Regions from separate parts of the Mus musculus genome. Here all the other regions are linked to region 1. A link is a contact called in public Hi-C and HiChIP or PLAC-seq data. All regions are on one chromosome and are shown on one strand. Each heading gives the region's core, a stretch centred on a gene start, on an enhancer-like site or on the middle of the called end of the contact. The rest is flanking DNA. Distances are from core to core; before and after follow the strand shown. Region 1 has its middle 33 kb from the start of Gm29927. Region 2 has its middle 100 kb from the start of Gm41044. Region 3 has its middle 110 kb from the start of Pik3r1. Region 4 overlaps Pik3r1 (phosphoinositide-3-kinase regulatory subunit 1). Region 5 has its middle 33 kb from the start of Pik3r1. Region 6 has its middle 34 kb from the start of Gm41044. Region 7 has its middle 22 kb from the start of Gm41044.

What was found. A called contact is a pair of places that touch in the nucleus more often than the background predicts. HiChIP or PLAC-seq counts read pairs in DNA pulled down with a chosen protein or histone mark.
Region 2: a contact with region 1 is called in a Hi-C map of liver, with 2.1 times the contacts expected there. The contact joins two enhancer-like sites. A contact is called at or near these places in 3 of 484 Hi-C or Micro-C datasets (the AML12 cell line, liver and psoas muscle) and 1 of 115 datasets of contacts at active chromatin or transcription factors (heart atrium).
Region 3: a Hi-C map of uterus shows a contact between it and region 1. The contact joins two enhancer-like sites. A contact is called at or near these places in 3 of 484 Hi-C or Micro-C datasets (bone marrow-derived macrophages and uterus).
Region 4: a Hi-C map of uterus shows a contact between it and region 1, with 5 times the contacts expected there. The contact joins two enhancer-like sites. A contact is called at or near these places in 1 of 15 datasets of contacts at CTCF or cohesin (the NIH/3T3 cell line), 17 of 484 Hi-C or Micro-C datasets (Th2 cells, bone marrow-derived macrophages, cardiomyocytes and 12 more) and 6 of 115 datasets of contacts at active chromatin or transcription factors (the NIH/3T3 cell line, bone marrow-derived macrophages, embryonic basal ganglia and 3 more).
Region 5: a contact with region 1 is called in an H3K4me3 HiChIP or PLAC-seq map of forebrain, with 6 times the contacts expected there. The contact joins two enhancer-like sites. A contact is called at or near these places in 3 of 484 Hi-C or Micro-C datasets (bone marrow-derived macrophages, muscle stem cells and uterus) and 4 of 115 datasets of contacts at active chromatin or transcription factors (craniofacial prominence, embryonic basal ganglia, embryonic forebrain and 1 more).
Region 6: a contact with region 1 is called in a Hi-C map of uterus, with 3 times the contacts expected there. The contact joins two enhancer-like sites.
Region 7: a contact with region 1 is called in an H3K27ac HiChIP or PLAC-seq map of heart atrium, with 6 read pairs. The contact joins two enhancer-like sites. A contact is called at or near these places in 1 of 15 datasets of contacts at CTCF or cohesin (large pre-B cells), 2 of 484 Hi-C or Micro-C datasets (both in liver) and 2 of 115 datasets of contacts at active chromatin or transcription factors (cardiomyocytes and heart atrium).

What each region holds. Positions count from the first base shown.
Region 1 is chr13:102,623,201-102,627,046 of GRCm38.p6, reverse strand. No RefSeq gene overlaps it. Among named protein-coding and RNA genes, the nearest start is that of Gm29927, 33 kb to the right of the region's middle. Within about 2 kb of position 1,331, at least 134 of the 459 cell types and tissues checked have an H3K27ac peak or open chromatin away from gene starts, as enhancers often do. A contact at or near this core is called in the NIH/3T3 cell line, craniofacial prominence, forebrain and 7 more, where this site is marked.
Region 2 is chr13:101,912,187-101,916,341 of GRCm38.p6, reverse strand. No RefSeq gene overlaps it. Among named protein-coding and RNA genes, the nearest start is that of Gm41044, 100 kb to the left of the region's middle. Within about 2 kb of position 1,436, at least 50 of the 459 cell types and tissues checked have an H3K27ac peak or open chromatin away from gene starts, as enhancers often do. A contact at or near this core is called in heart atrium and liver, where this site is marked.
Region 3 is chr13:101,877,559-101,881,265 of GRCm38.p6, reverse strand. No RefSeq gene overlaps it. Among named protein-coding and RNA genes, the nearest start is that of Pik3r1, 110 kb to the right of the region's middle. Within about 2 kb of position 1,490, at least 41 of the 459 cell types and tissues checked have an H3K27ac peak or open chromatin away from gene starts, as enhancers often do. A contact at or near this core is called in uterus, where this site is marked.
Region 4 is chr13:101,727,461-101,731,255 of GRCm38.p6, reverse strand. All of the region lies in intron 2 of Pik3r1 (phosphoinositide-3-kinase regulatory subunit 1), which reads left to right. Among named protein-coding and RNA genes, the nearest start is that of Pik3r1, 39 kb to the left of the region's middle. Within about 2 kb of position 1,370, at least 59 of the 459 cell types and tissues checked have an H3K27ac peak or open chromatin away from gene starts, as enhancers often do. A contact at or near this core is called in the NIH/3T3 cell line, neural progenitor cells, neural stem cells and 2 more, where this site is marked.
Region 5 is chr13:101,799,267-101,803,201 of GRCm38.p6, reverse strand. No RefSeq gene overlaps it. Among named protein-coding and RNA genes, the nearest start is that of Pik3r1, 33 kb to the right of the region's middle. Within about 2 kb of position 1,766, at least 186 of the 459 cell types and tissues checked have an H3K27ac peak or open chromatin away from gene starts, as enhancers often do. A contact at or near this core is called in craniofacial prominence, forebrain, muscle stem cells and 1 more, where this site is marked.
Region 6 is chr13:101,978,394-101,982,162 of GRCm38.p6, reverse strand. No RefSeq gene overlaps it. Among named protein-coding and RNA genes, the nearest start is that of Gm41044, 34 kb to the left of the region's middle. Within about 2 kb of position 1,817, at least 12 of the 459 cell types and tissues checked have an H3K27ac peak or open chromatin away from gene starts, as enhancers often do. A contact at or near this core is called in uterus, where this site is marked.
Region 7 is chr13:102,034,073-102,037,866 of GRCm38.p6, reverse strand. No RefSeq gene overlaps it. Among named protein-coding and RNA genes, the nearest start is that of Gm41044, 22 kb to the right of the region's middle. Within about 2 kb of position 1,661, at least 22 of the 459 cell types and tissues checked have an H3K27ac peak or open chromatin away from gene starts, as enhancers often do. A contact at or near this core is called in heart atrium, where this site is marked.

The DNA of each region.
Region 1 (3,846 bases), core at 82-2,581:
GGCTTGAAGGATGTCTAGGTTTGGAGGAAATAGGAACAGGGTCATTTGTGTTAGAGAGATAAAGATGTGCAAAGGACCAGATGAACAAGGAATGTGGAATAATCAGGAAATGTAAAGTTAACTCTTGCTGGGAGGTGGGAGGGCTGGCCAGGTTTTCCAGGACACAGTGGTGGTCTGCCTGAGCATCTTGTTTTTGAACACTTACCAGAGCAGCCCAAGTCAAAGTGAGGAAAGTGATAAGAACCAGATCACAAGGATTTTGTCTGTCATACCAAGGAGCTGATGTTTGTCCTCAAAGTCAGAGGATCGTGTGGTGTGTTTTTTTTTAGAATAGTGTGACATGTTCATATTTAAATTCAGAAAGACACACCAGAAAACCAATTTAGTGGGATAAGGTTGAGAGCAGAGTGGCCAACTGGGAATTGGGTTCTCAGCTGCATTGATTCTAGGTAGGCACACTGAGGGTAATGGGTTGAAGTGAGGACAGCCCCATGAAGAGATGCTAAGGATATCGTAACAGTAGTATCCAGTGGCCATAGAGGATGAGCTGGTGGTGAAGGGGGAGATACGCCATAGGTTACTGGTTTGGGCAACTATGGGATGTGAGACACTCATCAATCTAGAAGGTCAGCAGGCTTGGGGGAGTCTGAGGACATTTGCCTAGACTTGTTTTATTTCCTGACATGGTATACATCGTGTTTTGTGCTGTGTTTTATAACTCATTCTCTTTATATTTGCCATGCTCTCTCTCCAGATGGATTCTGATTCTTCCAAGGATCAGGATCACAGCGACCAATGTGCTTAAGCCCCAGCATCTTTAAGTCATTATCACACCTTGAGGGGGTCACATCACTAAACACAGGGACACGAGGCCCCCAGCTAAGCACCATGAACAGCTGTGCACTGGATCATTTGTACTGATGGGGATGGCAGGACCTTTGCACTGGGACATGACTTCACCCTGAAACTTTTCCCCTGAGGGGAGCTAAGCCCCCAGGCCGAGGTGGCCTTTCTGGGAAGCAGACCCACATCTCATGTTGGACAGCAAGAGGCTGAGGGGCAATGGGGTGATAACCCAGGCTTTGGGGGTCTTTCTCTCTCTCTTTCTGCTCCGCAGAACCCCATAAATCCTTCAAAGAGAGTAATTAATTTTCCCCAGCTAAAGAGTGTCTTTTGCATTCTTGAAACAAATGAAGGCGAAATGTACAGAGACTTCTGGGAAAAGCCAGTGTGGCGTGAGCACAACCGCTGGGTGTTCCTATGCAGTGGAGTGGCCTTTCTTCCCCTCCCCTGAATGGTGTTCTTTGCTCTCAAGTTAACTCATGCACTGGATTCAGTCCAAGTACATTTTGTTTCTTGACTGGAAGCCAGACTTCTCACAGTTAGGGAGCATTCTCTTCTCTACTCCAGTCTTTCCCCAGACTCACTCTCATCTTATGATCATTTCAGCTTTCCTATGGGGTTGATATGATAGTGAGGAGAACCTACTGGCTTAGGTAGATCTTCCACTTAGACCGAGACCCCAGTGTCTCCAGCCAGTCCTCCACTCCGAGTCAGTCTGCTTGGACAGGCTGCTCTGCAGGCAGCAGAGGCAGAGCACTTCTGAACTCTGCCCTCTGCAAATGCTTTCCAGATGTGTGAACCCCTGCCTCCCAATTCACTCTGACTGTAGCCCTGCCAACATACATCTGCAGATTCCGAGTGCACAGGAACTTGAAAGAGGAGCCTCGACAACATCTGCCGCCTTTCCCTAGCTCTGCCTCTTGGCCTTCTGAGACATTGCCCCATATTTCATCTCCTCCCTTACAGCAACCCATTCAAGAATGACCCTCCAGATCTTCTCTGTTCACAGAGGCTGGTGTGTCGGTCTCTCCCCTAGCCCGTCTTTGGTTGGCTCTTGGGACAATTGACTGATATATCACCAGAAACATCAAGGAAAAGTTTGAACTCCCCAGGGGAGGAAGAGCTGATCTTCCTCTCCTGGGCTGGTGACAGTCCTCAAACTGTGAAGGGAGGGTTACCCATGAAGAGGCTAACACAGAGCCCTATAAATAAATAAATAAATAAATAAATAAACTCCCAAGTCTTCGGTAGAAAGATGGGAGAGACATCCCTTCTTCAAAGGCAAACAAGTTTGGCTTCTAGAAAACTGAAAGTCCTTGTGTGCAGAATGAGTGTTCCCCACCCTCACCCCCTACCAAACACACCCCTCATGGCATGGTAGCCACTGAACTGAGAGATCAGATGAAGACCTTTTCAGAATTCCAAGGAGTGAGGAAAGAGCCAGGCATCCTTTCTGTGAAACAGCAGATGTTTCCTGGGGCCTTCACTCTCCCTAGGGAGTCATCTGATGGCTAAAAAAATAGATGCTCAACCTTAACTTTGCCTTTGATCATTACAGACCCTAAACTGTCCTCCTACATTGGGGGCGGGGCATAAACCCTAGGAGAAGAAAGGCTGGTAACATGTGAAAAGGGACAGAGAGCAAATGGGCCTTCAGGCTTACAGTTTGAGAAGGAAATAGGTCTAAGGGAGACCGTTCCACCTATGTGGGACTAGATCTCAGCCAGAGAGGCCTATCTGAGTTTATAAAGCCAGCTGTCTTAAACATGGCATTAGCCCAATGACAGGGACAATGTGGCCTGAAAGATCACTTTTTGTTTTGCCCTCTGGATCTGTGGGGCACTTTAAATAGGTAACAATTATTCTCTGCCTAAGTAGTCCTGGGCACTTTGTTCCCCAGAGTATTAATTCATAGACCTATTATTTAAAACAAACAAACAAACTACAAACAAAGCCAAAAAGCAAAAAACAACACCAGTTTTATCTTTAAAGCTTTGGAATAGCAAGGTGATGGGCTGAAGTTAGGTTTGGAGTTTCCTTCTTCCCCAACGTCTTCCCAGAGAGCTAACTCAAGGCTCCATGGCAGTTCTACCACCATGGCAGCGATTTTCTAGAGAACAGAAGAGGCTACGTCCTCCAAAGATGTAGAAGGAAGAATGAGCACAGGGTGAGGCAATCTTTTCTGCTGCAGGATAATTTAACCACTGGTTGCTTGGTGAGCTCAGTTATCCTCACAACCTCTTAAAGAGAAGAATCCAAATTGCGTGGGTGATGACTGAAAATAATCCTGGGCTGGTGAAGTTGGATCTGACCTGGGAGGAAATACAAGTGAACCATGAGGGGCTGGAGAGATGGCTCAGTGGTTCAGACCTCTTGCTGCTCTTGCTGAGGACCTGGGTTCAATTCCCGGCACCTGCATGGTGGGTCAATACCATCTTTAACTGTAGTTTTAGGTGATTTTATGCTCTCTTCCTGCCTTGCTGGACACCAGACACAAATGTAGTGAATGACATACATGTAGGAAAACACCTCCCCACAAGATAATAACAATAAAAACACTCGAGCCATATTTTCCTCCTGAAGTTGTCATGCGTTGGGCTTCCCTGAGTGTGGTCATTTTATGAGAGTGTCTCTGTCTGTCTTAGGGTTTTACTGCTGTGAACAGACACCATGACTAAGGCAACACTCATAAGGACGTTTAACTGGGGCTGGTTTACAGGTTCAGAGGTTCAGTCCATTATCATCAAGGTGGGAACATGGCAGCATCCAGGCAGGCATGGTGCAGGCAGAGCTAAGAGTTTCTCATTTTCATCTGAAGGCTGCTAGCAAAATACTGGCTTCCAGGCAGCTAGGACTAGTGTATTAAAGTCCACTCCCACAGTGACACACCTACTCCAACAAAGCCACACCTCCAAAGAGTGCTATTCCCTGGGCTAAGCATATAGAAAGCATCACATTGGCCAAGGAAGCTGTGGATAGAGACTTGAACCAAGAAGAGGGAAC
Region 2 (4,155 bases), core at 187-2,686, 710 kb after region 1:
AACAACGTTGTGAGTGTAAACACACCTTTAACAGACATTTCTCTAGCCAGAAGAGCTGATAAAAGGTTTGACTGGGAAGGTGGCCACAGACATGACCTATGTGCCTTTCTATTCGTTCATCTCTCTTCCTTCCTTTGGGGATCTTTTTTCTTTACCCCTTGCCTGTTTTCTATTTATAGGCATAACATATTTGAGCGCGATGACCAGATGACTAGAAATAGCCTAGGTCATTTGTTCTGTTAGCAAAGTTAGCTCCTCCCTTTCTTCAACTAATCTATGATTGTGTTTCTCGCACTTAATAATGGGTGTGAATTGAAAATGTGATACCAGATAAAGAAAAGAAAAACTAAAGTCTCCTTTTCCAGAGCCTATCACCACGAGAGCATGGGCTCTGACATTTCTGTTCTTTTCTTTTTGTTTCTCACACGCATGAGAGATTCCAGGAAAGCTTTCTTTTCTTTTCTTTCTTTTTTCAGCCTTTTTTTCTTCAAACTAAGTAGCGTTGGTACCCTGAGCCAGAGAGTGCAGTGGCTGGTGAGCGAGTGTTGACTTGTCTAAGCAAAGCACTGCTCAGAGCATTAGGAAAGGGAAATCCAGGGACTGGGAGCAGATTGTGGCAATTCCCACACACTTTGTCTCACTCTCTTCTAGCTGGGTATGCGTGGCTAAAGTCACGTTGCAGCCTCGCCTTGCAAGGAGGGAAACAATAAGCTAACAGGCTTCCAGCATAGACTTCTCACATTGGCCTCCAGAAGTTAAAATGAGTACAAGGCAGACTTCCAATCCCTAAAGAGGTTGTTGTGTATGTAAACACACACACATACTCCACACACACACTGTACATACCACACATATACATATATATGCACACACAGAGACATACAGACACACACTCCACATACCACACACAACACACTATACACACACCACACACACACACACACACACACACACACACACTACACCATACACACACATACACACATACCATACATACTTTATACATTACACACCACATACACACATGCACACATCACATACACACCACACACATACCAACCACATACACCAGCCCTAAAATAAAACATCTACTGAATACAACTTCCAACTGGGGCACAGATCTGAACAAAAAACACATTTCCTCACAACTTTGTTGCCTGGGAGTGTCTTTCTGGACCCCCTCTGTACACCACTTCTATACACACCTTCAAGATACCAAGCACTCCTGAACACTGCCTTTCTTGACCCTGGATACCAAAGAGACGTTCTGCCTTTGTAAAAGGCCACCCCTGAATAGTCTTGCTAATGTATACCTTATCTGTGGAGACAGAGATAAGAAGGCCCAATCAATAGCAGCCTGTGTATAGAACAAAGCTTTGGCTTAAATACTAAGGCTAAGAGCAACTTGGACGAAATAGGGAACTGGGCTTAGGCCAAAGTCTGGAGCTGCTGCTGGTGCAAAGAGGGCGGTTTTTTGTGTGGTAGATTTACAGCATGCAGCATAGACCATCAGCCCTCCTGACTGCCCTTAAGAGAGTTAGACATCCCGATTTGCATTCCCCACATGGCTCTTAGAAGCATCCTGAAGCTTGGCCACAAGCCAACAAGACTTGGAACGCCAAGATTCAAGATACCATTTTTTTTTTCTGGTTCACAGTATTTCTAAATATGAACTCTCCTTCTAAGCAAGGAGAATTTAATTTTTTTTCTAAGCAACAAAATTTTTATAGAGATCAAGGTAAGGAAAGCTACTGTTTTTGTCTGGTTCTCTTCAGCTGGGGTCTGGGTCCTCTTCCCATCACACTGGCCACGTAGGGCATAATAGGGCTTATATACTGGGTTTAGTATACAGATAGGTTCTCAGATCTGCATGGTTTATTGTCCTAATTTCTTTTTCTGTTGCTGTGTAAAATAAAGACAACTTAAGAGAGAATGGACTTGTTCTGGTCCAGAGTTCAGGTTAAGGTCCACTCTGGCAGAAAAGTCACAGTGGCAGGAACTGAAAGGAGCTGGTTACGTCATATTCGGAGACAGAATGAACGGGCAACAGACACCAGCATGTTGGTGCTCTCCTTCATTTCTCTGTTTTAAACATGTCAAGGCTTGGTCCTGCCCACCATCATGAATCAGGACAGTCCTTCACAGACATGCCTTAAGACCTATCTCCTGGGTGACTCTAGAGTCTGTCAAGGTGACAAATAACACTAATCGTCACATCTAGAGCAGTCGTTCTCACCATTCCTAACCCTGTGGCCCTTTCATGTTGTGGGACACCTCCCCCCCCCCTGCCCCCAGCCATAAAATTACTTTCATTGCTACTTCATAACTGTAATTTTGCTACTGATATGAGTCATAGTGTAAGTATCTGTGTTTTCTGATGGTCTTAGGCAACCCCCTGTAAAAGGGTTGTTCAACCTCCGCAAAGAAGGTCACAACTCACAGGTTGAGAATTGCTAGCCTGGAGGTACAACTGAGTCACAGAAGGTGCTCACTCTCTTTCCTGTTCATCTTGTGGGCCCTGGAATTTAGGGGGAGCTAGACTCACAGAAGGAGGTTTTTGCTTGCTGCTTTGCTTTGCTTTGCTTTGGAAAACAAGATTTTAGATTGTGGGGGTTATTTGTTTGTGGTTGTTTGTTTTTGCCAATTGGAAACAAACAAAAACTACCATGGGAGTGACACCAGTGAGCTCCCAGTCATCAGACTTTGTATTTTCAAAAGGGTGTTTGTCCTGTTGACCCAGTCTCTTCAATTGGTCATATGGTCGATACTGACAGCTTTCTTTTTAAATGTCCCCAAGGGTGGCACAAGGGTGTCTTGGATTTTGACCACAACTAAATCTGAAAGCTGCTTTTGATAGTCCCAATAATCGGTGCCTTTTCGTTTCCTGCTCTAGAAGTAGTTACTTACCTTGAGTGTGAGTTGGATTTATTTTTGAGGTGCTGAGATTTGAACCCAAGGCCTTATGCATGGCTAGGTCAGCTCCCTACAACCACTAAATCCTAGTCCCCAAGATTCCCATCTATAGAGTAGAATACAGCAAAAGTAATGCTATAAGTTTCTCAAGACTGGATAATGTGTGCCCATGGCCGTCTATTTTTCTAGCATTCTTATCCCCAGGAGTCTTAAGAAAAGGCTATGAACTTTGTGAGAGGCTGAGGTGTAGAGTTTCTGAACAGTAGCTGTCAACCATCCTGTGCAAACCCCACCCCTACCCCACCTTTGTTCTTCAAACAACACTGGGATGCAAGTATTTGCATGGCATTTTCATTGTATTCATTGTTATCAAGAGATAATTTAAAGTATACAGAAGGATGTAGATCAGTTCTGTGCAAAGAGTGCTTAGTTTTATATAAGGGTCTTGAGCATCCAGTCTCCCATGGATACCAAGGAACAGCTATATATCTCCACTTCTACTTTTGTCAACAAGTTTCTCTGTAACACAGTGTCCTACTTTTATGTGGCTGCTTTTCTCTGAGTGAGAAAAACAATTTTTTTTTAAAAAAATCTGAAATCATTGTTCTATTAGAAAAAAAAATGCCCACTGTTTTAAAAGCACAGATTTATAGATTATAGTTCCCATGGTAACCCCTTGACCTAGAGACCAATTCTAAATCATCTTAAATGTCAAAATTTTATATTGCTGATCTTTTAATGATAATCCAGATGGCTCTGGACTTAAAACATTTATGGGAAGTGAGCTTCATTTTATATCCTTTTGTGGTAATAGAGTAACTATAGAAAAATGCATAGAAGTCTTTTTATATAACTTTATTTACCTTAAGACTATTTCTTCTTTTTCTTCTCTTCATCCTCCTCCTCCTCCTTCTTCTTGCTTCCAGTGCTCACCTGCTTTTGATAGCACCAGTAGACATCTTATCAGACCCTTCCTTCTCTATTCTGCCATCAAGAGACTGATAAGCCTTTGTTTAACCTTCGTGACAACTGGAAAACCTAACAGGCTGTTCTTCCTGGACCAGGACCATGAGACTTAGTCCTTTATAACCTGAGACATCTAAATGCAAACCCTATGCAAGGGGATTTTCTTTACCTGTTCCCGGGGTCCAGAGCTACATAACCCTCTCCAGGGGACTAGGAATATTCCCTGTGAGTTCTATTTTCCCCTACAGTGATGATAAAATTCGAGACACAGAGAGG
Region 3 (3,707 bases), core at 241-2,740, 750 kb after region 1:
ACAACTTTTGTCCATACAAATAATGTATTGGTAAGCTGTCTAAAAGGGAAATGTGAGGCTTAAATATATGTGTGTGTACATGTGTGTATACATACATATATATATATACATACATACATATGCACACACATACACATATCAAATATGTACATACATATGTATACCCACATGTATACACATGCATATATATATATATGTATATATATATATATATATATGTGTGTGTGTGTGTGTGTGTGTGTGTGTACATGAAATAAGATCTGCATTTCCTTTCAGAGTAATCTTTGTTTGGGTTAAATCCTGCATGTCTCTGCTTTATGTATTTGGGTTGCTAAACCAGAGAATCACTGTTATCTGCTTAATTCAATACATGATTTTCCTGTGAACTGTTCTAATCTTGGTTTCCCAAGCAGATGGGCTGACACCTAAAATGAGACTAGCTTTGCACCTACTCCGTGTCTGTTTAAATCCCCCTTTTTAGAGGAAGATGAAAGGGTAGAGGTTGAAATTCACACATTCGCTGTGATTGCTTGTTACCGAAGTTTCCAGACTTGAAACATGCAGTTGTAAAATATACAACTGAAAGGTTGCACCACACCACCCACAGCTGTCCATACCTTGACTGCCAGCCCTGTTTACAGAGGATTGGTGATCCCAGGAACCCTGTATTAGCGCACACTCTCAGAACGGATCTAGAAGCCATTTTGTTTTCTTCAGAGACCTGTTAGGCTTTTCTCCTATGACCTATGATCATGTGGGTTGTGTTCATGTTCTCTTCTTTCCAAGACTACTTTTCTCCCCACAGCAATGGGCAGCCTTTCTAATATGAACTCCCCCCAACCCACACCCACCCTTTCCCAAGTAGCAGTCCATTTGGAATGCTAATACTTCTTAAGATGCAATGAAAAACCAAAACATGTGATAGATTAACCGCCAATAGCTGGAGGTGTGGGGGTGTTAACTGCAGTTAATAGTTTTGTAATGGTAACTTCCAGCTTTAACTGAATTTCCAAGGAGAACTGGGAAGCGACTGGAGCTGCTGAGGCAAGTCTTACTTCATGGTCCGGGCAGCCTCTAGCCTTTCTTCTAAAGATGTGTTTATCAAGTTGTTTATCAAGTATTTTAACATTGTGGCTGATAACTGAGTGCCTGGGTCCCTTGCCCAGTGGCTACCTCGGAACTCCTCACCTTCTGAGTCACACTGATGAGTCTTCTCTCATGCTCTCTAACCACTGCCAGTGTCCAGGCTCATCAGTCACTTCTCTGATGACATGTATCCTCCCAAAGATGGCCCAGGCCAATGTCAAGGTCGCTCTTGACTTGGCATTCCGGGGATGATTTGACAAGTTCTCTCTTTCGAAACATGCTAATAAAAACTGAGTTGTGTATCTTTTGGGGGTTCCCCCCACGTATGAACTTCCCATTTAGAAAGTAGCCCTCTCTTCTTCAGGCAGAAGGTTGCGAACATATGGAATCTGTTACAAGAGCAGTTGGTTTGGGCTGTTTCCGAGCCCAAAGCCAGCTTCCTAACCATGACAAAACATTCCCCACAATCTCATTGTGACTCATTTTTATTTTTAAATAACCTCTGGTGTGGACGTTTGTCAAGACGTTTTTGAAAGGTTAGAGAAATTATGTCCACATGCTTAGTGACCTCCTTGGAGAATTCTGGCTGATTGGATACATTGTCTCCCACTGAAAACCACTGGCTATCTGTGCTGAGTAACCCATGACTGCTCTGTCATTTTCAGACATGAATTTAGTTAAGTCTTAATGGGTTCTTATCGCTGGGCTCAGTACTCGTGAGACCATATAAAGAAGGGTAAAGGCATCGTCTTTGGTACTAAACATCATAAAAATCACGTCACGGAGGGTGAAAAATGTCACATGATCATTAGTGAATGCAAAGATGTAAGTGTGGTGGTTGTTACACAGCAAAAAAAAGGAGCTAAGGAAAACAAAATTATAAATGTTTTGGGGAAATGATGGGAAAATATTCCCACAGGAGAAAGGACTGGTTTTGCTCTTTAAAAGCTCAACTGACTTCATTGGAGCAGAGAGAAGGGTTTCCCAAGGGGCTCTAGATGTCAAGAGGAAAATAACAGAATAAAGACTTGGAGTAGGGGTTGTCTGGGTAGAGGCAACATGAAGGGATCAGATGGGTTAGCCTGCTAAACTAAGGAAAGCCTAGAATAGCCATCCCCAAGCTGCTATGGATGCATGTGATATAGTTACTTAAGAGCTTAAGCTGAGTAAGAATGGACTAACACAGGGTGGGGATACAGCATATTGGCAAATTGGTAAAGCTTTGTCTGGTGTATCTGTACTTGGTCTGGTTCTCAAATGAAGGCAAGGGTAGGTGAAGTGAAATGCAGAATGATCACAGAAATAAAAGGTCTCAAGAAGGAAAATTGAAGATACAGGATTGCAACGATAAACATAAAGTCCCTCCGGGTACTAAAATTTGTCTTTGCCTTTGGTAGCGCTTTGAAAACAAAGCCCCATGTACCCGATAGCATTAAATGGCAGAATTTATTCTATCACTGCTTGGGAGGCACCAAGCCCAGCTACAAGAGCAGTCAGCCATACCGTGTTCCTTCTGGAGGCTTCTTCTGGTCTCTGGTATTTGTCAGCAACCGTTGGCTGACCAGGGTTGAGTCTGCCTCACTGTAATGTCTGCCCCATCTTCACGTGGGATGTTGTTGTTTGTTTTGTCTTTGTGTCTCTTGTCTGTGTTTCTGTCCTTTCCTCTTTTCATAAGGACAATAGCAGTGTCTTGAGCCAATATAGCATCTTATGTAAATGTACTCAGTAAAGATTCTGTTCTTGAAGTCACATTCTGATGCAAGTGAACATGACTGTTGAGAGAATCTTTTCACTCTGATGCAGAGGGTGAAATCCCCAGAGGCACAACAGAGGGGCCTCTTCCTTCAGACCCCAGGTGTAGTGGTAAAAATTAGTCTGAGTTTCTAGCCCACCTTGGCTCATTCAGTTTCCAGGTAAAAACCACAAAACCTTTATATTTACATTAGAGCTGGGCAGATATCAACCCTCTATGCTCTTTTGTCTACTTCCCTTCCAATACCCCTGACATATGACTTGCCATGTTCTACCTGGGCCTCTTTTACTCCAACTGGCCAACCATTATGGCCATATTCTCATGATCCATCTACCCCATAGCATCTTCTCTCTTCATCTCCCTGTGCTCCCCTCATGGCCTCCATTCAGATTCCAAACCTGGTAACTGAATCCCTGTCTACCTCTTTTCTGTCCATCTATAGGCTGTAGGCATCTTTATTGACCAATCTGGGATAACTTAGGGGTAAGGTTACATAGCATCACTTGGTGTACATGAGGATCTTCTCATCTCGGAAGCAACTTGAGTCAGCAACTTGAGTCAGTATTTAGCATCACAATACATAATAATAACAGAACAAACCTCAACACCCAGGAAGTGAGCTGCCATTCTGAGCATGAAGGGAGTAGAAAGTGGTAGGAAGGGAATGTGTTCTCTGACCATCTACAGAGCAGAACACTCTCTCTGAGGGGTAGGGGTAGGTATAATTGTGAAGGAGAATAGGGGCTCTCAAGTCATCACTGGGGAGAAACATCACAGATCTACTCTCCCATTATCAACATTCCTCCTACACTACAGTAGCACAATCTATAACTCTACATTGATATGTCATTGTTACCAAAATCCATGA
Region 4 (3,795 bases), core at 121-2,620, 900 kb after region 1:
TAGGCTGTACTGAGGACTCTGAGCCAGATTTAGTGGTACCCTGTAAACCCCATTGTTTGGGGGGATTGAGGCAGGAGAATCACAAGTTTAAGACCTGCCTGGGCTACACTAAGCGAGTTTGAGACCCAGTTTGAAAATAAATAGATAAGGAAGTAAAGGGATGGTAACTGACATCAGTTTAGTGGTTATCTTAGGGTTTCTGTTGCTATGCTAAAACCCTATGACCAATAGCAACTTGGTGATGAAAGAATTTATTCCAGGGACCAGGGATTTATTAGGGCAAGAACTCAAGGCCGGAACCTGGAGGCAGGAGCTGATGTGTAGGCAGTAGAGGGGTGCTGCTTACTGGCTTGCTTTTCATGGCCTTCTCAACCTGCTTTCTTATAGCACCCAGGACCACCAGCCCAAGGGAGGAACCACCCACAGTGAGCTAGGTCCTCTCTTAGCAATCACCAAACAAAAAAGATGTACCACAGGCTTGCCCACAGGCTAATCTGGTGGGGACATTTTCTTAACTGAGGTCCCTTCTTTCAAAACTGGCTAATTGCAATAAAACTAGCCAGCATGGTGGTGGAGTGCTTGCCTGATATGCAGGAAGCTCTGGGCTTAATCCTAGTACCACAGAAAACAAGAAAAAAAAATGGAGGCTCTGGGTACGTATAAGCCATTCTTGGGTCAAGTTGCCTGTGGGTGGGGGCAGCTTTGAGTTCCTGTGGATGAATCAGCCACTGACGCCTGACACTGGACCCAGCCGCAGAGGGTAGGAAACAGCGTTGCGCACCATTACAGCTTCTGTTCTTTCTTTCAGAAATTTCCAGACTCTTCATTCTTTCTCATTTTTAGATTTTGCGTGGTTTAAAAGTCTTTCTAGATGAACGGAGAAACGCACACAGTTGACTATGTCCTGAAATGGGGGGAAAAGAGAAACTTGGAGTTCCAGGTTAGGAGTCTCAGGAGCTGTGACCCTGGTTTGGGGTTTATGGGGTCTTGGCTGTGATTGAGAGTGACCCACCTGCATGTGTTCTGCTGGTGTCTGGTGGTCCAGGGTGGGTAGCAGAGCCTCAGTTTTATCAGCAGCAGAGATGGAAGATTTCAACACTTAGTATATTAAGGTGTCTGCCAAGAATTAGAGCAGTTGGCTTCCTGTGTCTCCTCTGAAGGAGTAGTGCTGGTCAGAAGCCCTGCAAGATGAGAACGTTTGCCCCTGGGACCCTTCTCTGCTGTTAAGTCAAGGGTTGTCTTCTAGACCCTCTGGGTCACACCTCTCCTAACATGAGGATCAGCCGAATTACAGGCTCAATTTCAGGCAGAGCTGAGCTTGCATCTGATGACAGCAAAGACCTCCATGTGTCTTTCATTATCCTGTTGCCCTGGGAGATGCTGTTTAAGTTGGCAAATGTCCTTACTGAAAGCAAAGCTTGTCACTGGTGAGATTACTAATCCCCCTTCCCCTAGCCCCCCCCCCCACACTCCCACCCCAAAGGATCAAATGCCAAGGAAAGGAGGGAACTGTATAGCTTTGAAAAGTGTGGCGAAGCCATCAAGTTCACCAGGAATAGTAGGGGTAAGATGTGGTTTCAGTTTGTTTACTAGGTTCAAGATGACAATATCTCAATAACAAACTTCAGAGGGGTGTGTATACATGTGTGTGTGTGTGGGGGGGGGTGTGGTGTTGTGTGGTGTGTGTGTGCGTGTGTGTATGTGTGTGCTTTCCTGCTGGCATTCAGGTGTGTGTGTGTATGTGTGTGTGTGGTGTGCTGTGGTGTGTGTGTGCGTGTGTGTATGTGTGTGTGCTTTCCTGCTTGCATTCAGGTGTGTGTGTGTGATGTGTGTGCCTGTGTGTATGTGTGTGCTTTCCTGCTTGTATTCAGATGTGTGTGTATGTGTGTGTGCTGCCTGCTTGCATACAGATTTTTGCATGTGTGTGGCATGTGCTGCCTGAATTTCAAACTCCTAGAAATCATTTAGAAGCTCTAGCTTGTTTTGGTCTTCAGTTCCAGACTTATTGATAGTAAATTTCAAGAAACTTAACAAAAAAATCAGACTGAGCTTTGTGATTTCTAGGTCAGAGGTACCCAGTCTTTCTTTGCAGAGAAGAACCATTTTATTTTACTTTATTTTTTATTTTATTTTTACTTTTTAACCTTCCTCTGTGGCCTTGGGGCCAGGCCGGTTGGAGAAAAGACTAACTCCTTCGTTCACAGAGCAGCTTCAGTAGATACAACCTCACTGCCATCCAGTGGCGGTTGGCTCCACAACACAGGAGCTGACGACTAGACCCACTCTTTCTCCCAAGCCTTTTTTTTTTTTGTTTGCCTCTGCTGCTCAGTTTTCTATTTTTTTCCTCCTCCCAATATGGTACCTGCACTATTTCCTGCCTCCCCAGTGGTAGGAATCGAACCCAGAACCTGCCCGTGCTTGATGATCCCCGCCACCTAGAACTTCTCAGCCCCTGCAAGCAGTATTTGATAAGAAAATTTGACTCGGGCTTAAGGAACTGAGAGCAATTGAATCTATTTACCTTGCCCCATATTCCTAACAGTAGTTCTTGCTATCTGGCTCCCTACCCTACTCCCCCAACTAGGCATAAAGTCTGTATTTTCTCCTTGACTGTTTCTGTTGCTTTGGCCGAAGGATTAATGCTCAGCGGGTGCATCTGCTCGCCACACTTACTTTAAAGCTAGCTCCCCATCTCCCTTTGAATTTGTACTTTGAGCTGTGGTTGACCAATATCCTAGCATGGTTCATGACACTTTGCCTGCATTTCAGTTAAGGGTTATGTGTCCCATAGGATCTGAGCTGGCCTCAGAGAAGGAGCCAACTAGCAAATGGAATTATTTTGCCTTGTGAAAAATTCCAGCCTTTTAAAACTGGGCTCTGAGAAATTAAAAAAAAAAAAAAAAAAAGCAAATATTCTTGGGAAGAAATGGGGTTTGTGAGTACTTGGCTAAAAAGTTTAGGAAAGGAAAGACCATTTCCTCTGGCCTCAGGAACACATTCAATGTGAAATATGACTGTTTTTAAAAGAGCCCAGTTTAAATTTATTTTGGGGTTATTTATTTGCCTTGAAAAATAAATGGATCCAGTGCTTATAAAAAAATGTTCAGAATCCTATTTAAAATAAAGTGAGATTTTGCTAAGTTAGGCAAGGTGCTCCCAGCATGTGCTATTAATTAAAAGCAGCTGGGGCTTTTAGACGTGTTTGCAAGTCCGCACCATGAGCAGAGCTGTTGGAATCTGGTGCACACGTTTGGCTCACTTTACTGGAGTTCTTCATGGTAGCTGGAACACATGCATCTTGCCTACCTCAGTGGATTCATAGTCTCTCAACACTTGACCAAACAGGTGGGACGTTTCCTCCACAGGAAGAGTGACTGAAACAGAAACATCTAAGCCACTCTTGAAAAGTGGCGTTCTGTGACCCCCATGGATTGCAGCATTAGGCCTCACGCTTTTATAAACTTCATTTTGATTTTATATTATGTGTGGTGTATCTGTGCATATGTGTTTTGTGTGTATGTATGTATTCATGCGGGTCTGGATGTGTTGAGGCCAGAAGTCAGTGCCAAGTGTCTTTTCTTAGTCACTTTCTACACAGACACACAGACACACACACTAATATTTATAACATGTAATATAATATTTATACATACCTACATGTAAAATAGATAATAATATATAATATATTAATATATAACATTAATATAGATAGTGTTTAAGTGCTTGCCAAACATGTATTTGCACATACCATATGCATTCCTGGTGCCCATGGTGGACAGAAGAGGGTGTCTAGTC
Region 5 (3,935 bases), core at 517-3,016, 820 kb after region 1:
CGAGTCAGTTACCAGGGCTCCTTAAGACTGTCAAGGTCACTGAAACTGGAAAGCTTTCAGAACTCTTAGAGCCAGTACAGCCGAGAATAGACAAGAAATAAATGTATCATGGGAATCACAGGTAGAGGGAGCTTGTGGTTCAAAACTACATTCCCAGCATTTAGGAGACAGATTCAGGATCGCCAAGAGTTCAAAGCCAACCTGGGCTGTTGCCCAGTGAGTTTGTTAAGTGAGTCCCAGGCTAGCCTAATCTACAGAATGAGACCCTATCTCAAACAAACCAGCCCACCCACCAATAAAGACAAACAAAACCCTAAGGAAATCTTAATAAACTATTGTCTGCCTTTGGTTAGTATATCAATATTAATTTTTAAATTATAACAAACATACATGACTGATGTACCTTAAGGACAATGTTAGGAATAAGGGACCAGGAAGACAGTTTATAAAAGCTCTTTGTACTATTTTATTTTTCTTTAAATATCAAATTGTTGTTGAAAAAAATCTTTTCCAAAACTTTGTAAGATCATATGGCCTATTAGCAGTGGAGCATTTCATCCAAGCTCACAAGCCCAGGCCGAGAAATATTTACTGGAAAAGGAGGTTTTTTCGCACGCATAATTTTCCAGAATTGTACTATCCTCTGTAATGAAAAGAGTGATCAGTGCCTTGTATCTGAATCATAAATTTAGTCTGCGTTCCCATGGTAGGTCACCTGCTAGGGCCACAGCCATCTAAGTAGCATCAATATGGGCTCTGTATGGCATTAACTAAGAGCTTTCCCGTACAAAGTGACTGTTACTTTTATACTCCTACTAAGATTGGGTTTCTTTCTGTAACATTTATAAGCAGTGTAAAAAGTTGGACGATTAACGTCTCTGAAACGTTATTTTCTCTTTTAAAAGAGAAAGAACATAAAGGCCACAATCAAACTTTGAAGGGCTGTACCTACCGAGGGAACGAGTACAAATTCAGTGCCTGGCACCTCAAAGTTCTCGGTAAACGATGTTTGATAATAAACACAGTTATCTTTCCCAATCAGGAGAAGATAATCCCCTTTGGTCCACAGGAAACATGGCTCGCAGCTCTTTCCTCGGCATGTTTCCTAATTTAACTACACGAAGCATCTAGAAGGCACTCTGCCAACAGCAGCCTCTGGTTTGTATCTAAGCAAGTCTTGGTCATTAAGCAAAGTCAGGGCATCACTGGCCAAGCAGAGAAAGGCCACGCCACAGGGTACATCTGTGCTCGCCAATGCTCTCTGTTCTTGAAACAAGAATGCAATAATTAATAAATAAATAATAATACAATAATAACAATAACCCAGGACAGTTAGACAGTGTCAGATCCCAGCCCCAGGCTGGGGGGGGGGGGGGCGGAGGGGACGGGTAGGAGGGCTCCTTTCTCTTCTTGTTCCTCAGCACCTGTCACGGAGACGGGATGCAGGCTCGGCGGCCGCTTCCTCCTGCCCCCGCCGCCCGCCCGGCGGACCCTCGGCTCCCGGCAACGCGCCCGCGGCCCACGCCGACTAGAAAGCGCCCATTGAGCGCCTGCAGCTGCCGGTGCCGCTTGCCCAAAAACTAAATAAAGCCCCGACTGCAGTTCCAGCGAAGAAGACACTACTGTGTTCTTCCCAGCGCAGTCACGGCTATAAAGCATTAAATGCAAACTGCTGATTGTTAACGCTGCATTTGTTTACACCCCGAATCTTGAATCACAATGGGGTGGCTTTCGGGCTGCCAGGGCCGGCCAGGGCCGGCTTTATCCTGAATGCTGCAGCCTGTTCCCTGACTGGCCGCGCAGAAGGAAGTTGAGTAAATAGCATCGCCTTTGGCTTGCTGTGTGTGTGTGTGTTGTGTGTGTGTGTGTGTGTGTGTGTGTGTGTGTGTGTGTGTGTGTGTGTGTGTGTGTGCGTGTGATAGATGTCTGCTATGGAGACCAGTGGGATTTTGTTCCTGGTAGGATTGAAGGGAATGTATTGGAGAAGCCTTACTCTATTTGCGGATGTGTAAAACGTTCGGGGATTTGTAAGGTCTCCCAAAGGAGAATCCCCACACTGTATGAAATAAAGCAGATGCGAATGAATGAAAGGATTCTGGGATTCTCTTAAAGGGCTGCGGGGAAGGGAGAAGGATGGATGGGAAGTGTGGCCCACTGGCTAAGCTCGCTGATGGATAGCTAGCTGCAGCATTTATCCATCCCTAGCACCAAGCGTGACCATATATATGCCTTTAAAATCCAGCAGTCACTCTCTCTGCTAGTGAGTTAGAACGTTTTCACTTGAAAATATTGCAATGAAAAAAAGGCCCTTTGCACTCTGCCTTTCCAAGCAACAATCTGTGACAGAGCTTTTCTTTTTAAAGTTTGCGCCGTTAAGTTAGGATGTGCTTATATTTTTATGCAGTTATTTTAAATCTTTAAACATACACTGAAAAAGGAAAAAAGTTAACTTTCCTAAGTGAAACGTCTTTGTATCATGCTCTTCTGGTTTCTGGTGACCAATCCCTATGCCATTAGTATTCTTAAAACAATAATTCATAATGAGTAGAGTTATGCTTCACACAAGAAAATAAAAAACCTCCTGAATAGAGTTTGCTTATACCAGGTTGGACTTAAAACCTAGAATGAACTACTCATAGCTATCAACGTCAGGAAATGTATCTGCCCTGGAAACACACCACTGTCTTCAGAATAACTGCAGAATCATAGCGGGTTTCCGCACAGCATTTGGAAAGTACAGATACAGCGGTGAAATGACACCTTCTCACCTGCATATGTAATCCGAAGGGAAATGAAACGAACATGGGACACACCATGCAAATGAGAGACAAAGCTGGAAACCAGAGTGCTGGAGAAATGATTCAATTCACACAGGCATATGCTGTCCGCTGGCACCTTGCACCAGCCGACAGAGTCTTTATTCCACAGTGAAGAGCTTTCGAGTCGAAATGCAGAAGGATGCAGTGAAAGTCACAAAGGGGCAGATCTCGGAAGGGACATTGACAAAGCAGGAGGACCACCGGCAGTGCATTTGGAGCACCTGGTCCACCTAGAGCTGGTACTGGCTGTGAAGGAAGAGAAGAGAATCTGCAGTCTTGGAGGTCTCCCTGGGTAGGGGGGCTCACTGTCTGATGGGAAGATGAGATGTGCACAAGTCATGTGAGAACTGCACCGAGGCTGTAAGAATGGAGGGGATTGAACGCCTAATGAATGGGAGACCAGAAAACAAGACACACAATTCACAGGAAGACGATCGGAAGGTCTCGCACCAGAGAGAACGTTGGAGCAAAGGGAGAAGCCTGAGACTTTGCCAACAGGGAGACTTTCCTTCCACAGCTGGCTTAGAAACATAACTGTAGCTTGAAGGGTCCTTTCTTCCTAGCCAAGTTGGGACCCAGCACTAACACTATTAGATGCAGACATGCCTTCTTCTTCTTCTTCTGTCATAGGGAAATTTCCAAAAGATTTTGCCAAGGACACACTTAGACATTTTCAACATGTTCCAATTCAGAGTGGATCCACCATGTAAAAGAAGCATGGCATGAACTTGCTATTTAAATGGCACCTCTCTCTTTCTCATGTGGATTTTACATCCACCTGTACTTCAGGCAGTCATGAAACAAGTGTTTCCCCACTCCCATTAACTGATTTCAAACCCACAAGGATCTTGCACAAGGTTTGAGCTTACCCAGCCCCATAGACACACTCACCCCTAGACATTTCCTCACTCACAGTGTGAATGCTCTGTTCAGAAAGCGGAATGCAGACAAGCGACAAAGGCAAATGCAGCCAGAGTGGATGCAAATTATTAAATTAATTTTTTTGGAAAGCAAATTTAATTTTAATTAAATTTGAAAGCTTACATATTTGCAAAGACAGTTTGGTATTTAACTCTCAGACTCTTCATCCTAAAACCTTTTGCTTCCTTTGCAAAC
Region 6 (3,769 bases), core at 568-3,067, 650 kb after region 1:
TTAGGAGGTATGTCCTTGTTGGACAAAATGTATCACTGGAAATCGGTTTGGAAGTTTCAAAAGCCCATACTAAGTCATCTAGGTTCTCTCTCTTCTCTCTCTCTCTCTCTCTCTCTCTCTCTCTCTCTCTCTCTCTCTCTCTCCTCTACCTACATGCTGCACTGCTAGGTGATAATGGTCTAAGCCTTTGAGAATATAAGCAAGTTTCCAGTTAAATGCTTTCTTTATAAGCATTGCCTTGGTCATAATGTCTCTTCTCAGCAATAAAACAGTGACTAGGACATTCCCTGAGCCTTGAACTGGGCAATATAGCTGGTCCACTTAAGGCAGAGCAATCTACTGTCACATATTTTCAATACATTGGCCAATTAATAGCTTTCTACATTAACTCCTCAAGCTACAACAAGAAGTTTCTTGAATGAAGGCTGGGCATAGCATCAATGTATGGGTGTAAAAATGTAGAAGGCATTTGACAACACGGTGATGTAGCAAAACAATAATTGTAGGTTCCCCACATAGACCCTATGACCTCACTTACCTTGGGTTCTTTACTGAGTGTACAGAATCAGCCATGGGTTCCATCCTGTGGGAGTGAGCCTCAGGTCCAAGCAGTTGGTTACCTCATCAAGCATTATCCTTTTCACCATGGCCTGCCACTTTTGGAGATAAAAAATTAAAGCTCTTCTTAAGGTTACATCTCAGTTATTTGGTGGGAAAGAAAGGTTAACAGAAGAAAATGATATACGTGACTTCCTTGTTATCTTAGAACTCTAAATGTTTGAATGAATGACTAGCCAGTATCCATGATGCCCCCAATTGATTCACTGCAGAAAGCACAATTTTGTTTTTCTTTAATTTTATTTGAGCAACTTGGAAGTTTAACAATTTCTTCATAAACCTATTTCTACAGTTGGCATCGACTTTATGTAGGAGTGTTATAACAGCTTTGAACAAGTGGTGTTTACGTTTTCCCATTTTCATTATGATGCAGTCTTCCTAGCAATAAACAGACTCCTTTCTATTTTGATGGATAAATGTTCATGTCTGAAGCTTGATATGAAGCCTCAAGCTTATAATCCCAGTATTCAAAAGACTAGAGCAGAAGAGCCTCAAGTTTGAAGCCAGCCTGGTCTACGTTGCAAGACCCTGTCTCAGACTCAGAATCTAAGACAATCAAACAAAGGAAGAAACTTAAATGCAAAAACTTAAAAAAATAAAGAAGAGGAGTGGAAAAGAACAGAGGGAGAAATGGTAGTGAGGAAGTGGTTGGCAAAAGAGAGCAAGGAAGATCAGGAGGGGGAGGGACATGTTTGAGAGGAAAGTGATGAAGACAAATGAAGGACAAATGTTGTTGAGAGGAGGATGGCTGTCCCAAGTGAGAAGGACCAAGAGCCAAAAAGAGGACAAAGCATATGTTGGTGTGGATTTATTCCTGGATGCCTGGAACATTACAGTGAGCATCCCTCTGGCTCTCTAGGCAGGAGAGTTATTATAAGCCAGAGCTTGGGGTTGGGAGAGAGAGAGAGAGGAGAGAAAGTACTCATGCTCCCAAGCCAGACCCAAGTATCACAGTACCAGTCAAGATGGTGACATCTAGCAAAGAAGAATTGCTTGCTACCCCCCAGGACTCACTAAATGCTTAGGAATCTAGATACTGGAATCACTAAAAATATCTAGCTGTTTCTCTTCAAATTTGGGCTGAGTCTCCTTTCGCAATACGAACTATGATCCTGCCAATTTTAAAGTTTACAGCCCCAGCTGTTGAGGAGTTATGTAAGAACAAAAGTGATCAAAGGACCTCAAGAATGGAACATGCCCACACACCCCCTCCCCCTCGCTTGCATAATTGCTAGAATGGAATGGCAATGCAAAATGCAATGGAAGCATCCTCTGCCCGGCCTCTGTCTCCTCTCTAAGGAGACAGGGATAGGGGGTGCAAACAGCTTGGGGGGAGGGGGACTAATGAGAAATTGTGCTGGATTCAAGCAGTGCATATATTCTCTCTCTCTTTCTCTCTCTCTCTCTCTCTATCTATCTCTGTCAGATGATAGACAGACATATATTTGCAGAAGGTTAGACAGAAAGATTTTAACAGCCAAAAGAACAGGGAGTTTTCTAGGAGATTGTATATCCTAGGATTGTCAGAAGTTACACATATAAAGTCTCAACATGACTGCCTAAATGTTAGCTGAACAAGAACACATTAAAGTGACTAGGGAAAGCCCACCTCAAGCCTACACAAAGAAGGACAGGCAACTAAGAAATGTTGACAGTGAGAGGAGTAGGGAAGAGCTCACCAATTAATTGTTCAATGCCAAATGGTCAGCCCTGAAAGAATATGTCCAAGTAACATTGTATGGACTGAGCAGGTGGTGTTTAGGAATTCATATGCATATACATATGCAATTGTATGTAACAACAATTAATGAAAAAAGAGGCTATAAGTTTGAAAGAGAACAAAGGTGAGTTTATGGGAGGTTTGGGAAGAAGGAAAGGGAAACAATATGATATTGTAATCTCAAAAAGCAAAGAAATAATAAAAAATAAAAGAAGTTGTGACGAGTGGGATTTGACTTGTTACTTTAGATTGGCCCTTCTAACTTTTTTGTTTGTTTGGTTTTTTTATGACAGAGTTTTTGTGTATAGTCCTGGCTGTCCTGAAACTCACTTTGTAGACCAGGCTGGCCTCAAACTCAGAAATCTGCCTGCCTCTGCCTACCGAGTGCTGGGATTAAAGGAGTGTGCCACCATGCCCGGCTCGGCCCTTCTAACTTTAAATAAGATGCTCTGAAGTACCATATGCAGTCTTTTCTTCTTCCATTCACTCCATCAGCCTTATCTGGGCCTTCCATTTTTCTGGTCTGTATCTTTTATCAGACTGAGGAAAAGAGAATTAATATAACAAAAAAGATGCGTTCACACTCTGGATATTACAGCTTTCTCACTGGTCTCCATGCATATCCTTCCTCTTACAGCCTTTCCTATTCTGTAGAGACATGAGGTTGTTTTCACTCTCTTATGGACCTGCTCCAAGCTTAACAAATGGAGGTCAACCTAGCCTAGCTTTCTTGCTGCCTCTATGGTTTGGTCCTTCTACTTTTCTCTTATCTGCCACCTTTCCTGTAAACAGCATCCCCTTTCTGAATCATGGCCATCTTTTCATACCTCTCTCTAGTACCTTGTATCTAATTTTCCTAGGACATGGCATTGTCTCAGTTCTCTGAAATCTTTATATTGTGTGATTTATAAGGAGGCGTGCATGTACTCTGTGTTTTAGTTCTTGCTAGAACCATAGGTTAGCTGCTGGTTTGCAATCACACAGTATCATCTTGAAGAACTTGAATCCCAATAGCTCTAAGAACACTGACCTAGAATGAGATGTAACGTCTCAGCATTTAATTGCTTCCTGACTCCACGGCTGGGAAAAGGTCTTTCCATCATGTATAGGAATGGTAGCTACACTCTTCAGCAACAGGAGCCAGGGATGTGGTTCTATAGGTTGCTTTAACTGTATTCAGTGTCATAATTCTATGACTTAGAAAAACAGATAGTTTTATCACACATAAAGAAAAGGTTTGGCTAAATCTTAGAGATATTGTCCCCTAAGAAATCAACTCTGTTGACAAGAACTTTTTTATTAGAGATAAAAGGTTTGCTTCTAATAGGAGATCAGTAGACCAGAATGTCTGGGGATCATGAAATTTCTATAGTTATTTTTCAAAGATAACATTTTTTTAAGACAGCTGACATATTAAATATAAAATACAGC
Region 7 (3,794 bases), core at 412-2,911, 590 kb after region 1:
AAATGAAGGGGGAGGAGCTGGAGAGGTGAGAGGTGAAGAAAGACAAGGAAAGAGAAGGGGAAGACATGAAGGAAGGTGAGGGAGAGGGAAGACTCAATGTAAGCAAAAGAAAATGGAAAAACCTGTGAACTGTGGTGCTGCAATTCTAGCACCTGAGAGGCAGAGTCAGGGGTCTGGCTACAACTCTGAGGCCAGCCAGGGCTACATAGGAAGATCCTATCTCAGAAATATTAGTATAAGAAAAAAAAAACCCTATAAACATGTCTTAAGACTATGACCTTCTGCAGTGTGGAGGGCTCCATTAAGCTCAGAGGGAATATTAGGCATTTTTTTCTGAATATTTGCACAGCTTGGAGACATATACATGAGGATTCATACAGAAGAACGTGTTGTGTGCACAGGATCAGCTGCTGACTGGAGGCACTGTTGACTAGCTGCAGTCCTCACAGAAGGCAGACACAATAGGGAGATTGTCTTAGCCAAGAGCAGCGAAAGGGACATTGGCTCCTTCGCTTTCTATCAAAGGGATCAAGCAGAATTTATGGAAAGACATTCTATTCCATGTAAATATTAGCTCAAAAAATAATTGAAGCAGAAAACAGTTCAGCAAATTGTTAACTAGGTAATAAGTATCCAAGGCATGGCGTGGAATCCATGCCATATCCCAGAGATATCTAGGTCCAAGAGTCCAGCAACTGTACAGAAGAACAAATTATAAACCCTGGCCAAGATCTAAAGTAATATCACCTACAGTGTGATATTACAACGATGATATCAAATATAGCAATACTTCTCTAGGAACTTGTCACCAAGGGAATTTCCCTATCACCCACCACACCCATTCTCAACCCTACCACTAAGCGAGAAAGTCTGGTCTGCTATCAGAGGGTAAGATAGTTTGCTGTTGCGTTCAGAAAGTGCTGTAGTTGTACTTAGAAACAGGTGCCTAGAGAAGCTGGCAAATATTAATAGGCAACATCCCCTAAGTGCTAATGCACCAGGCTGTATGTTAAGAGATTTATAGTCAGCCCTACTAGGACAGGTATTATTATTTGATTGGTTTTATAAGCTAGGGACTGAAGTTCTAAGAGGCCAGGCCACTTGCTTATGGTCACAGAGGGAACAAGCATAAAAGCAGGGTTCACATCTACTTAGACGGATTCCAGAGAGGTTTTTTTAACAAATAATTTATGTTCATTCTTTGAAGTAGAGACAAAAACACAGCTATTAATAAGAGCAGCAATATTTCTTTAGCTCTTTCGAGCTTACAAATTATTTTTGGAAGTAGTATTTTAATTGACAATCACAAGAACATTGTGACACCCCAGCATTGTCCCCTTCTCTAAACAGAGGAACCCCATCACTGGCAGAATTGCCCCAGTCAACAAACTAGGATCAGGCCATTCAGAGACATTCCTCAGCCTCCTCCATGCCAGCTCCTGTTGCCCCGTTCTTGCAAGTATTCCAATTTCCCTTAACCTCATTCTCTAGGAATTCAATTTAAAAAGACACAGACAGAGCCTGAAGTCTACCTCTGAAAGTCACCTCACTGTTAGTCTTCTGACTGTCACACCTCCTTGATGTCCTTTGCCACGTGGTCTTCCCGGGCACCTTCCTTGTTCTGACTGATCTACTCCGTGGTATTAGTCTGGTATGAGCATTTGGCTCCGTGCGTTCAGGAATTTCTCTCCACTTCAGCTCCACTGTGTCCCTGTTCTTTAATTAGAGGAGTGTAGGTGGAAAAACATCCACAAAGCCTGGAGTGCAATACAAATTATCTGCTGCTTTCAGATATTTATTTTACTAATTATGTACCAATATGTGACTTCTTTTGCTGTCTGACATAAGGTTTTTCAATCCCATTTTGTAGACAAAATGACTTCTGATGGACGGTGGATGTCAGTAGCACTACAGAGACGGTTCTTTACTAAATCTGTCTGGCTTCGGGATACCTGTAGGAAAAAAATGAAGCAAAGAACTCAAAGACAACACAACAGAAGGTCACCCCACACCATGTAAGAGAGAATGGGAGGCTATAGCTTTGAGAAGGTATATTGGAGTCCCCAGCCAACTTCTCAGCATGCATCCAAAGGAAATACTAGAATATTAGAGACTGGCATATGTTTGCTTAGTGCCTCACTGTTTACAGAGGCTGCAGACCTTCCAACAAACAGATCTGTAAAGAAATGTGACATGTGTATGTATGTATGTATATGAATGCTACTGAGCCATTAGAAATGACATTTTAGGGCTGGAGAGATGGCTCTGCCATTGAGAAGACCTCTTCCAGAGACTCTGGGTTTGATTTGCATCCTCTACATGGTATTCTACAACAGTCAATAACTCTAGTTCTAGGAAAATGGGTGCTCTCTTCTGGGCTCTGGCTGGGGGTCACAATAGTATTGTATAGACAAATAACACACACAAATTAAAATTTTAAAGAAAACTTTTGAAAAAAATGACAATTTGGAGACTGCTTCCAAAGAAAAGTGTGGTAAATGGCCCGTGTCTAAGTATGATCAGTGAGGACTTACTTGGAGACCTGAACTTCAAATTGTGTTTTCCACTGACTATTCCTGTAGAATATGATTCTTCGTAAGCTCTAGCAGACTTACTGTGGCTTCATCGCCACCCCAGACTTTTAGCTATTCAAACTGGAGTGTGAAGAGTGTTGGAATTATTTTTTTAAAAAATCATAATTCTTGAAAACCATAAGAATCCCTGTGACTGAGTTTGTGCCTGAATCTCAAATTTGAAAACACTAAGAAACTTACTCCTGTGTTCCCCCACCGTAAGTTGTAATTCTAAATTGTATGACTGTTTGCCAAGTTCTTGCACATTTCCAGGGGCTTGACCTGACTGGGGCAGCGAGGACATGAAGAAAAGACAAACACAGATAAGTAAGTGCACCAAAAAGCTGAGATCCGTGGACTTGGCAATCTAATAGAGAAACCACAGAAACCAGAAGCTCAGAATGTTTATGATACACAGTTGAACAGGAAGGTGGGGTTATAGCATACAGCTAAATCAGGGAGGTAGAGTTAGGTAATCTCTCTAGAAGCCTTCTTTGTCAGGAACAGACCTCAGGCTGTAAATATCTGCTTGGAGAAAGCTATGGTACATATTTTCTGCACACACTATCAGCTCCCTAAAGAAGCTGTTGCCATCCTTCTCGGCTCTGCCTGGAGAAGGCTCCACCACTCCCACGAGGCTGAGGCAGTGAGCGCTTGGCAACGGGACTCCAATCAAATCAGTCACTCAGAGTTTCATTCACTCCAGGCTTTCCCCCTCTCCTCACAATTGTTTATGAATGAATGCACTGAATTTTGTTGGTGGTGTTGTTATGTTATTTTGTTTTGTTTTTAAGGATACTATTATTAACAGCAAAACAGAGTATGTTGCAGGATATTATGTGACGTGAAAGAACTCAAACATAGAAAGATATGTTGTGCTTGTTCCCTGGCCTATGTGCGTGCTCTAGGAAGTCTATTGGAATGTGTGATGGTTCCTGGAGGCTGAGAAAGTGGAGGGAGGTTGGATAATGGACATCAAGGCTCAGTAAGACAGACAGAATAGGATCTGGTGTTATATAGCACCATTAGCTCATAATAATTATTACCATATTTTATGACTTACTAGAAGATGGTGCTTGAAGTCTCCAAACACACAGTAATAAGATGTGCATTCTGATTACTTTAACTTAAGGAGTATCTATTTCTCCATTATTATATTGAAAATTTTAATTGTTTCTAATAAATATATGCAATTAGTATAAACAACCAGATAATCAAGAG